2 separate regions of the Mus musculus genome follow, and region 2 is linked to region 1. Evidence: chromatin contacts called from public Hi-C data. All regions are on one chromosome and are shown on one strand. Each heading gives the region's core, a stretch centred on a gene start, on an enhancer-like site or on the middle of the called end of the contact. The rest is flanking DNA. Distances are from core to core; before and after follow the strand shown.

Region 1 (6,027 bases), core at 783-3,282:
ATATTATCCTCCCACCCTGCTCCCCAACACATCCACTCCCACTTCCTGGCTCTGGCATTCCCCTGTACTGGGGCATATGATCTTCACAAGACCAAGGGCCTCTCCTCTCCTCCCATTGATGGTCGACTAGGCCATCCTCTGCTACATATGCAACTAGAGACACAGTTCTGTGGGGTACTGGTTAGTTCATATCGTTGATCCTCCTATAGGGTTGCTGACCCCTTTAGCTCCTTGAGTACTTTCTCTAGCTCCTTCATTGGGGGCCCTGTAATCCGTCCAATAGATGACTGTGAGCATCCACTTCTGTATTTGCCAGGCACTGGCATAGCCTCACAAGAGATAGCTATATCAGGGTCCTGTCAGCAAAATCTTGCTGGCATATGCAATAGTGTCTGGGTTTGGTGGTTGTATATGGGATGGATCCCCGGGTGGGGGAGTCTCTGGATGGTCCTTCCTTCTGTCTCAGCTCTGAACTTCGTCTCTGTAAGTCCTTTCATGGCTATTTTGTTCCCCATTCTAAGAAGGAACAAAGTATCCACACATTGGTCTTCCTTCTTCTTGAGTTTCCTGTGTTTTGTATCTTGGGCAGTCTAGATTTCTGGGCTAATAGCCACTTATCAGTGAGTGCATATCATGTGTGTTCTTTTGTGATTGGGTTACCTCACTCAAAATGATATCCTTCAGATCCATCCATTTGCCTAAGAATTTTATAAATTTATTGTTTTAATTGCTGAGTACTACTCCATTGTGTAAATGTACCATATTTTCTGTATCCATTCCTCTGTTGAGGGACATCTGGTTTTTTTCTAGCTTCTGGCTATTATAAATAAGGCTGCTATGAACATAGTGGAGTATGTGCCCTTATTACAAGTTGGAACATCTTCTGGGTATATGCCCAGGAGAGGTATTGCTGGATTTTCCGGTAGTACTATGTCCAATTTTCTGAGGAACCACCAGACTGATTTCCAGAGTGGTTGTACAAGCTTGCAATCCCACCGGCAGTGGAGGAGTGCTCCTCTTTCTCCACATCCTTGCCAGCATCTGCTGTCACCTGAGTTTTTGATCTTAGCCATTCTGACTGGAGTGATGACTAAGGATGTTGAACATTTTTTCAGGTGCTTCTCAGCCATTCGGTATTCCTCAGTTGAGAATTCTTTGTTTAGCTCTGTACCCCATTTTTAATGGGGTTATTTGATTTTCTGGAGTCTAGCTTCTTGAGTTCTTTATATATATTGGATATTAGTCCCCTATCAGATTTAGGATTGGTAAAGATCCTTTCCCAATCTGTTGGTTGCAGAGGTTCATTTCTTACTGTGAGAGTATGCACTTTACTACAGAAATGCCACACACACCCTCCATTACAGGGACACAAAGGTGTGTGTGTGTGTATTGTTTGTAGAGGAGAGAGAAGGGGGGGAGAAGAAGAAGAAGGAGGAGGAGGGGAGGAAGAGGAGTAGTAGTAGTAGTAGTAGGAGGAGGAGGAGGAGGAGGAGGAGGAGGAAGAGGAGGAAGAGGAGAAGGAGGAGGAGGAGGAGGAGGAGGAAGGGCTAAGAGAGAGGGAAGAGAACATCCCATAGATATGGTCACACTGGTTTTGACCGACCTGTACTAGGTTACTGGACAAGGGCTCCAGAAATCTCTAGTGATCACGGACTCTTGTTCAAAGTCAGAATCGTTGCACTTACCCAACCTCAAGTAAGGAACATTTATTCTGTTTATCCACACCCACAAGAAGGGAATGCCATGATGAACCTTGATGAAATATGCTTATTATTATTTTGTTTTATTTTATTTTACTTTTCACTTTGTCTGGCTAAATTCCCATGGGTGAGTAAGACTTTCTCTCCCCTGAGCAGTTAAGTGGCTTATCTGCTTGTTCTAGGCCATCCACTCTTGAAGCTTGGTTTTCAGAGAGAAGTTCTGTCGGGCTTCATCCATGTCTGATTACAGAACCACGGTTAATATCCCGACAGCCACCAACTGGAACTGGATGTCCATGACTCAGGACTTTCACCAGCTAGTGGTAGGACAGACTTTGCTCTTTGGCATATTTGATCTGTGTCTTTGACCCTTACAATCCAGGTTATTGCTCTCTGTCAAGTAGTAGCTGCTTCCAAGAAGTACACTCTGTACTTTACCAAGGTTTGAGTGTCAAAGGGAAAATGTTCCAGAACTCACTTTGGAGAGGGTGTTTTGCTTTGTTTATTTGTTTTGCACAAAACTAAGGCTAGGTGTCTGGGTTAGGTGGGATTATATTTTCATTCATGTCTTCTTGTCATACTCATAAATATCAATTTTGTAAAATGATGATTGCATTTGTTGTCATTCCCATAACTTTCCAAGTTTTCTGTTCATTTACATATTAACTTGCAGTATTGTTACTGATTGGCTTAAGGGTCATTTTATGAAATATGAAAGTGAATTTTTATCATTGATTATTTGGAATCACATTCTTATAGCATGTTAGTTCTCAATGCTTAATATTATATACACTTATTTTGACACACAATTTGTATGTCCTTCAGAGATATGTCCTTAAGTGTCTTTTTAAGAACTGGCATGAAGGTTGAAAGAAAATTGTGATAGAAATTGTGCTAAGCAATTTTCTGTGCATGATTATGGTTGGATTAATAACCTAGGCATTGTAAAACAGGGGCGCGTTTCTCTTAGTCATGCTCACGCTCACAAGCATATTTCGTGTGCTACTTTCACATGTATTGTTCACATTTGATTAGTTGTTTTCCCTCAGTCTTTCACATTGTATGGGCATACTTCTGGGTATGCCCAGAGAATTTTAAGAGGATGACTCATGGGGATTTAGCAGAAGGCCCAGGTTTCCTGTCCACTGTTAAGTTTATATGTGTTTATTTCTCAGTTTTAAAGTGATCCTTTAACTTTGGAATAAAATTGTATTTAGAGTTCTAAAAATGTAGAGCTGGGGGCTGGAGAGAAGAACACTGACTGCTCTTCCAGAGGTCCTGAGTTCAAATCCCAGCAACCACATGGTGGCTCACAACCATCTGTAATGGGATCCGATGCCCTTGTCTGGTGTGGCTGAAGACAGCCCCAGTGTACTCATATACATAGAATAAATAAAATCTCTAAAAAGTGTAGAGCTGGGGATGCAGCTCGATTGGTAGAGTGCTTACCCAGCATGCACAAGGTCCTGGGTCCAAGCCTCAGCACCACAAAGACCAAGAATGCACATCTGTAATCCCATTATGTGCATGTAGAGGCAGGAAGAACAGAAGTTAAAGGCCATCTTCAGTTATATATGACCAGCCTGGGCTACGTGAGACCAAACAAATAAACAAACAAACCCCCAAACATCTTCTTATTCATATTTCTCAGGAAAAACAAATTTTACACTTATATATGCCCAGTGAGGAATCACCCCTTTCAGGAAGGGATCACATCTGTTAGTCACAACTGTCCGTGTTCTCCCCATTGCTCGTCTCCAAAGCTGATGCACCTGTCCATTTCCCCAAGATCCAAAAGGCAGAAGGGACAAATGGCTGTCTATTAGCATACCATGGCATATGCTGGCCTTCAAGCTCCTTCAGAATCACAAGAACCTGTTATCCATTTCAAAGGCCATGCTAGTATCAGGACTCTTCTCACCTCTTCCCCTACCCTAAGCCCCCCTAGCTCACAGGCTTCCTTCCCCATGGCTATACCACTCCCCTTATAGCTCTGCTATTTTGGTATGCCCTCTCTCTTTCTTCCTCACTTTCCCTCTCCCCCTCCATCCCTCTCTTGCTCTCTCCTCCTCTTTTCTTCTTCTTCTTCTTCTTCTTCTTCTTCTTCTTCTTCTTCTTCTTCTTCTTCTTCTTCTTCTTCTTCTTCTTCTTCTTCTTTCTCTTCTTCTTCTTCTCCTCTCTTCTCTTCTTCTTCTTCTTCTTCTTCTTTCTTTTCTTCTTCTTCTTCTTCTTTCTTTTCTTCTCTCCTCCTCCTCCTCCTCCTCTTCCTCCTCCTCCTCCTCCTCCTCCTCCTTCTCCTTCTCCTTCTCCTCCTCCTTTCTTCTCCTTCTTCTTCTCTTCTTCTTCTTCTTCTTCTTCTTCTTCTTCTTCTTCTTCTTTCTTTTCTTCTTCTTTCTTTTCTTCTTCTTCTTCTTTCTTTTCTTCTTCTTCTTTCTTTTCTTCTTTCTTTTCTTCTTCTTCTTCTTCTTCTTCTTCTTCTTCTTCTTCTTCTTCTTCTTCTCCTTCTCTCTCTCCTTCTCTCTCTCTCTCTCTCTCTCTCTCTCTCTCTCTCTCTCTCTCTCTCTCCTTTCCCACACTCCCAACCCATCTCTATCCATCTGCCCTGCTCCCACTTCTCTCATGACCAGGTCTAATCAGCTGGCCATGGTCAGTCTGCTTCTACTTCTTTCTCTCTTTGCTCTGGATTCTCCCAGTTGTCTTGCTTTCTTATAACTACAATAAAAAATCAGTCATGTTGTCAGTTTATACACCACCTTTCACACATCTCTGACTTTTGTGAGGTGATATGTACCCTAAGAGTCAATAGTATAATTTTGAGATTGATACATAATTGGTTGTGTATCAACAGTTGGATTCTCCTCATAGATGGCAGATGGAGCCACCTGTTTGAGTAGTATACACTTCTTCTTCCATCTTATAAAGAGATGTGGGTCTGTATCTCCCTTCACTTTTTACTTTCACAACAGAAGCTGGTTCACTAACACCCCTGCAAAATTTCCCATAAAATCTCTATAGTTTGAATTGACTTGGAAAACAAACATTCATTTGAGGTGCAACCACATTAATTCAAACTTTAGGAAATTTACAGCTCTTTTTAGAATTCTCATTAAAGAGAAAGGTCACCACATGAAGCATCATGGTAACTTTACGTGATTACCTGTAGCTTAGTGTGAAAACACTCAGGCTTACATCATTGACCCATCCAGGCTTGATTCAATGACATTGTCCTACTTTTCCATTGCTGTGATAAAATAAATATCCCCATAAGAACGACTTCATTGTCCATTGTGGTGGTTGACATAGCGAAAGAAAGGCATGGTGTAATGTAAGGACCACAAGGCCAGCTCATTTTAGTGCATCTGCACTCAGGAGATAAAAAATGAACAAGAAGCAAGGCTGGGATATAAAGTCTCAAGATCCACTCCCAGTGACCCACTTCCCCCATTCAGGTTCTACTTCCTAAAAGTTCCACAGCATCACCAGATGGAGCCCAAGTAGTCAAACAAGTGAATCTATAGGGGGCACTTCACCTTCAAACCATAGCAGATGTTTTAACACATGACTGGTCCTCCCTCTCTGTGTCCCTCCTTCCATTCCTCCCTCTTTTCTTCCCTCTATTCATGCATTAAATGTCTTAGTTTGGGTATATCTCAAATTAAATTGAAAGTATATCTTCTTAAATAGTTAATTATAACCATCATCTATATTTCATTTTCAATGACTCTTTTTTTTATATAAAAAACACACAGCAAAATTTACAAACCTTTAATATATATTATGTTTGAAAATTTCATTTTACCAGTGTAACTCAAGACCGTTCAGCATCTACCCTGGTGCAGTACTGCACAAACTGGGCTCACCCTCTTCCTGGTCGACATGCTATCATCATGGGTTGATCTTACTATAGCCCCCCATTGTGTGTGCTATTCACGTCTGCCTAGCTCTGCTCTACAGTGTGGTTATGCAGTCACATTTCTAAGCAGAACAGTAGCCATTTGTTTCCACTTCTGACTCTATCTCTGTTCGTTTGCAGTCTTGAAAGCTGTTTAGAATCTGTGTGCTGATTTGGGGAGTACTTATGGACAAGTTGAAAGGAACCATGAAGGGCATTATCAGAGTCACTGGAACTTACTCAGGGGGATTGTCTTCACTCATCACTTTAGAGTCTCAAAGAATTAACATCATGAAACTTAAAATAATTGGAATAATGCTATCACTATTGATCCACGTTCTCCAAATTTTTTTTCGACCTGGGTCTGATTTTGTTGGCTTTTCTAAGAAGCCTTTTATTGCTTGTCGAAATTTTCTATCCAGGTCATTTTTTCCC
Region 2 (5,751 bases), core at 2,183-4,682, 510 kb before region 1:
ACTACAGGAGAAACAGTTTTCATCCTTGAAAATTGTTAAGAGGCTGTTTTAAATATCTTCATCGCAAAAATGACAAGTACACGGTATCATATAATTAGCTTGATCCAATCACTCCATAACATAGATGTATTTAAAATACCATACTGTATATGAAGCATATGAAAAGTTTTGGAGACAGGGACTTACTACGAAGTTCGGGCTAGCATCAGGCTCACCATCTTCCTGACTCAGAATGGCGGGGGTACAGGTACACTATCATCATGCCCAGCTGTGCAATTTTTATTTGTTGATTTAAAATAAATAAATAATAATAAAGCCATACAATAGAATATAATGTAGTCATAAAAAACCAACTGCATGCATATTAACTTTTAACTTCAAATTGATAATGACATATTATTAACTTAGTGCCTTTTTAAGAAAAAAATGTACTTGTGCATATGGGGAAAAGAAAAAATTTGGAATATATTTATCAGCCAATATTTTGGAATGAATGACCTTGAAATAAGAATTAGGTAGCCAAAAAAAAAAAAAAAAAAAGAATTAGGTAGCAGAAATTGACAGACTTATATCCACTTAAATATATATTATATATGCATGTATTCAATAAGTACATATTATGTGTATATATATATATATATAAGTATTTATACTTACAGTATTAATTGTTAAAATATTGTCAACTTTCATAATATATATGATAAAGAGTTGATGCTGTTAAGTTTAAAAGCCTTTTGAAGGCTATGAGATGGGTCAGTGGGTAAATTGTTCACTGTACAAGGCTAAGGCCCTAAGTTCAGATGCCCAGGACTCACATAAAGCCAGATCAAAGGCTTCTTCATCATTTTCCTGGCAAAATGAGAGGCAGAGACAGGAGAGTCCTTGGGGGGTCATGGGTCAGCTAATCTGAGATCACAAGAGACCTGTTCTCAAACACTGTGGAAAGTGGACGCCTGACAACCAAGGCTGTCCTCTGATCTCTACATATGCATCCTGGTATGCTGACACTACCATTAACCTCTCTCTCCCTCCCCCCCCCTCTCTCTCTCTCTCTCTCTCGCACATACACACACACACACACACCTTCTCTGAAAGCCAATTTTATAAATCAATATTTAAGAACCTGTTATAAAACTGGGGCAATGTTATAGACTCGCAGACAGAAATGTAAGGGCTGCTCAGCACTGGCGTTCTCAGTCTCACCAGGACCCTGCCTTTCCCCTTGTAAAAGTGATTCCCTATCGAAGAAGGGAACTTGCTTTTCCTAGTTGTCTTTGCCTGTACCTCCTCTCTCTCCTATCATGGGGGAGGGGGGGCTCCACCTTTGCCCTCCCTAGAGGTGGCAGCCATAAGAACCCATCATGGAAACAGAAAATTGATCTCTCCAGGTACCAAACTTCTTGCCAACTTGATCTTAGACTTCCTGGCTGCTCTTAAAATTATGAGAATAAGTTTTATCCTCTCTGAGTTACCTTGTCTGAGGTATTTCGTTATCATAGCACAAGTGTAGGCCAACTGACAACTTTAGTTCTGAGAATTTGCACTCGGAAAAAAAAAAGTATGGACCAGGACTTACGTGGAAGAACAATCATCACAACACTGCCAACTAGAAAAAAAAATGTAACAAATAGGGGGATAACCTAAGAAATAAATTTGCTGGTTATGATACTAAAGGTGTAAATTAAATAGAGAGTGTTGCATACTTCACTGCTGTAGCAAAACTGAGACATTAACTCAAAAAAAAAAAAAGAAAGACCTAACTTGAATAAAGCTTCAGGAGATGCCGTATAGAGAGTGAGCACGCTCTTTCTGACATGTTCCCCAGTCCAACGAGGTGGCCAGACCCGCAATCTGTTTAATCCAAACATGGATGTTGACCCTCGTCTTCCTTTACTTGCCACATCCAATCACTCTCTGACATCCAAACTGTCACTCACATCTCTGTGTCTACCCACGCCCAGTGTTACCACGTGAGTTTCACTTTACCTTGAATGTCCCTAGACATTCTCTGTGACCACTGTACAATCACCAGAACAATATTCATAAGCATAAATCTATCTGATGGCCTCCTTTGTAAATAGAGGGTGTGGTGTCTAGGCTCTCAGGAGAAGATTGAAGTTCTCAGCAGAATTCTCAAGGCTCCTGATAGTCTGGTCTTATGGCTTAGGTTCTGTCCCTGTGCAGGTCAGGTCCAGCCAAGCTCAATGTCTTCCATCCTCGGAATGCACAGTGTTCTGCCTTAGGGGGAAAACACTTCCCTCCACCTCGATCAGCTCCTTGTCTTTCTAATGTCAGCTTAATTTCCCTTCCCTGGCACGAGCTTTATCACATCTACCCAAAGCCGCTCGCTTGGCTTCCCCTCTCAGATCTGATTGCCACAGGAACACTAGGATGTTCTGTTGATCAGCACCATCTGGGCAGCACCAAAAATATATGAGAAGAATTGGAATCAGAGGAGGAAGGAGTGGAAGAAAGAGAAAGAGGAAGAAGGAGAGAGAAGGAGGAGAGGTGGACTGTCACCTGCCAGATGCTAAATATGCACTGTCCTGGAATCACTTGGCTCTCTTACTCTTTACCTCCCCTCCCGTCCTCCCACTCCCACTCCTCTCATTCTCCCAGACTCCTCTTTCGCTCCATTTCTGCCCATCTTAAGTCGTAGCTGCCTACCCTGACTAGCCCTCTGGCAATGAGCAGGACAAGCAGAATAAAAGAGTTAGCAAAGACTTGAATTTAAAGGTAAGGGATGGTGTGTGTATGTGTGTGTGTGAAGATTGAAGACTCATTTTATAGCTTGTAAAGCCAGAAATTTCATTCAAAAATTCAGCTTACACCAAGGCCGAGTGTTCATAAAAGATAGTTTTTAGTGACACAATTGAAAACGTAAAATAAAGCCATGTCCTAACCAAGGAGGATGACTGAACCAAAAAGCATGGTGACCTCTTTTTAAGGAGTTAACCATTTCAATTCCATGGATATGACTTTCAGGGCATATAGTTCCAATGCCTACCCCCACCCCTCTGCCTGAGTGACTCCTAAATGGCTGTTTTCACAGGGAAAGAAACCATACCTAGCTTAGTCTTGACTCTTTCTCTAAAAGCCAAAGACTTAGGGAGCCTAGAAAGAAGTAAAATGTCTTCGTGGATGTCTCTGTCTCTTACTGCCGGTGTGGTACTCCCCACCCAGGATACCCTAACAGGAATCACTCACCCTCTACTGCAGATTATTTCTAGGGCCTCGAGGTTGCCGTGGTAGGCTGCCAGGAGAGTGGGTGTCATGCCATCCTCATCTGAGAGATTCAGATCACGCTTGGTGGCCTCCTTCAGAAGTTCCAGGTAGCTGTCACTCGCTGCTTGGTGATAGCGGGTAGACATTTTTTCTGCCCACCAGAGCTTGGCCAGGTAGGAGTCTTTGTCTAGGCAGAGCTGGTAACACAGTCTTCCAACAGGGCTGGTTAATCAGTGACGGGGAGTATCACCCCAGGCCAAAGTTCACTCCGGCCTTGCTCCTTGGAAGGCAGCCAGCCAGGAAGACCTGCAATCCTGGACTTGGGCCTTTCCTTTGGGGACCAACCATGGCAATGACCACTGAGGCCTGACAGGTGTGTCATGAGTGTGGTGAAGCACGTTTAATCTTTACTGTGTCCATTAACTAGTGTCAGATGTGATACTGACCACCCACTCACAGAATATGGGAAATAATCTCAAAAAACTCTGAACTGTTTAAGTTCACTTGGGTGGGAGAAGGGGTGTTTTAATAGATTTTAGGGGGTCTAATTTGTACAACTTGAATTTAGCCATTTGAAGTATAAAATAAAAGATCTTAGTAAATTTACAGTTGTGAAATCTTTGCTATAACATGGAGGAGAGAAGGCCGATTGACAGGCCAGAAGACAAACAGGTCACTCTCCAGGAACTGCCACAAAAAAGCTTGGTCTAGAGAGTGTCACAAAAAGGAAACAGCACTTTCTTTTTTAAAAATCTTTTATAAATATTTCTATTATACATAAATACACATATGTCATTATATATACATATATATGTATATGATTAATATTTATAGATATTTTTAAATGATTCAAGTAGCAATACCCAGGCTATAGGAAAGAGAGGAATTGATGTTAGGGTTTTTTAATTGGTTATTTTGTTTATTTACAATTCAAATATTATCCCCTTCCCAGTTTCCCCTCCGAAAACCTCTATTCCATCTCCCCTTTCCCCTGCTTGCATAAGGGTGCTATCCCACCTACCTACTCCTGCCCCACCTCTCTAGCATTCCCCTATGCTGGGGCATCAAGCCTTCACAGGACGAAGGGCCTCCCCTCCCAGTGATGCCAGATAAGGCCATCCTCTGCTACATATGCAGCTGGAGCCATGGGTACCTCCATGTGTTCTCTTTGGTTAGTAGTTTAGTCCCTAGGAGCTCTGGTGGGTCTGGTTGGTTCATATTGTTGTTCCTCCTATGGGGTTGCAAACCCCTTCAGCTCCTTTAGTCCTTCCCCTAACTCCTCCATTGTGGTCCCTGTGCTCAATCTGATGGTTTGACTGTGAGCATTCACATCTGTACTGCTCCCAGCTCTGGCAGAGCCTCTCAGGAGGACAGCTATACCAGGCTCCTGTCAGCAAGTGCTTCTTGGCATCAGCAATAGTGTCTGGGTTTGGTGTCTGCAGATGGGATGGATCCCTAGGTAAGGCAGTCTCTGGATGACCTTTCCTTCGGTCTCTGCTCCACCCTTGTCCCTGTAGGAAACAGCACTTTCTGGTTGCAGAATGATGTAAGTGAATAAGGCCAATCTGAACCAAGTACAACTCAGAACCACAGGCTGTACCATGTGAGCCCAGTATGTCCTGGAAATCAAATATTAGCCAATCAGGACTGCCCTCATTTGCATGGTGGAGATTGCTGTGGGCTACCCTAACCATAGAGGACAGCTTCAACATATCACATTCCCATATGCCACTATTTCATGTAGGTGGTCTTTTTGTTGATTCATTCAATGAATTTATTAAATTCTAGTTTTGCCAGACTTGTAATTCAAACACATGCCAAGTGCCCTCTTGTAAACTCAGTTTTGCAATGTTTTCTCCACACTAAATCCATCTCTCATGAGCTGATAACCCTGGAATCCATCCCAACTCAGACTCCCCCATACCACAAAGACAAATGAGTTCATGTAAAAACAGAACTTTTAAAAGAAATCCTTTGTGTTTATTAGCAATTAATTCCTACTCCCAACCCTAAGAAATCATGAATCAGTTTTCTCTATATATAGTTGCAGGTAGAGAACTTTATATCACTAGAATCCTGTGACATAGTTTTGAGGCCTTTATTTAAAAGGAATATCTTTTAAAGTTTATTTTTTAATTGTTGAATAATATTCCACTACACTAGCACATCAAACATCTTTGTATGTTTAGGTTGCTTCCATTAATTAATGATGAAAAATGTTATTAAGAACAGTCACATACATGGCCCTGTGTAAACATACATTTTTACATCTCTTGGGTAGATAGGAAGGCATGGAATTTCTGGGTTTTATTGTAATTTGTATTTAGTTTTAAGGAATTGCCAAATTGAACTTGTAGTGTTTTACAGAACAGTAGAAAACTGTGGTTGGCCAGTGGATGGTATATTTCAGCACAGTCAGTGGAGAGGATTGCATACAGAAATGATATCTTAGGTGATAGACACATGATTTGATCATTATATATGTACATTAAAACTTCTTGATTCGAACCAGATATACTTTTTAAG

The links. Hi-C and Micro-C count contacts between places; a contact is called where the count stands out from the background.
Region 2: a Hi-C map of liver shows a contact between it and region 1, with 4 times the contacts expected there. The contact joins the promoter of Anks4b here to the enhancer-like site in region 1. A contact is called at or near these places in 6 of 39 promoter capture datasets (the 3T3-L1 cell line, cranial neural crest, embryonic stem cells and 3 more), 1 of 484 Hi-C or Micro-C datasets (liver) and 2 of 9 other capture datasets (adipose tissue and liver).

What each region holds. Positions count from the first base shown.
Region 1 is chr7:119,664,081-119,670,107 of GRCm38.p6, reverse strand. No RefSeq gene overlaps it. Among named protein-coding and RNA genes, the nearest start is that of Acsm4, 23 kb to the left of the region's middle. Within about 2 kb of position 2,032, at least 4 of the 459 cell types and tissues checked have an H3K27ac peak or open chromatin away from gene starts, as enhancers often do. A contact at or near this core is called in liver, where this site is marked.
Region 2 is chr7:120,171,539-120,177,289 of GRCm38.p6, reverse strand. It overlaps Anks4b (ankyrin repeat and sterile alpha motif domain containing 4B), which reads right to left and starts at 3,432. Exons shown (of 2, transcript NM_028085.2): 1 at 3,208-3,432. The coding sequence starts at 3,371.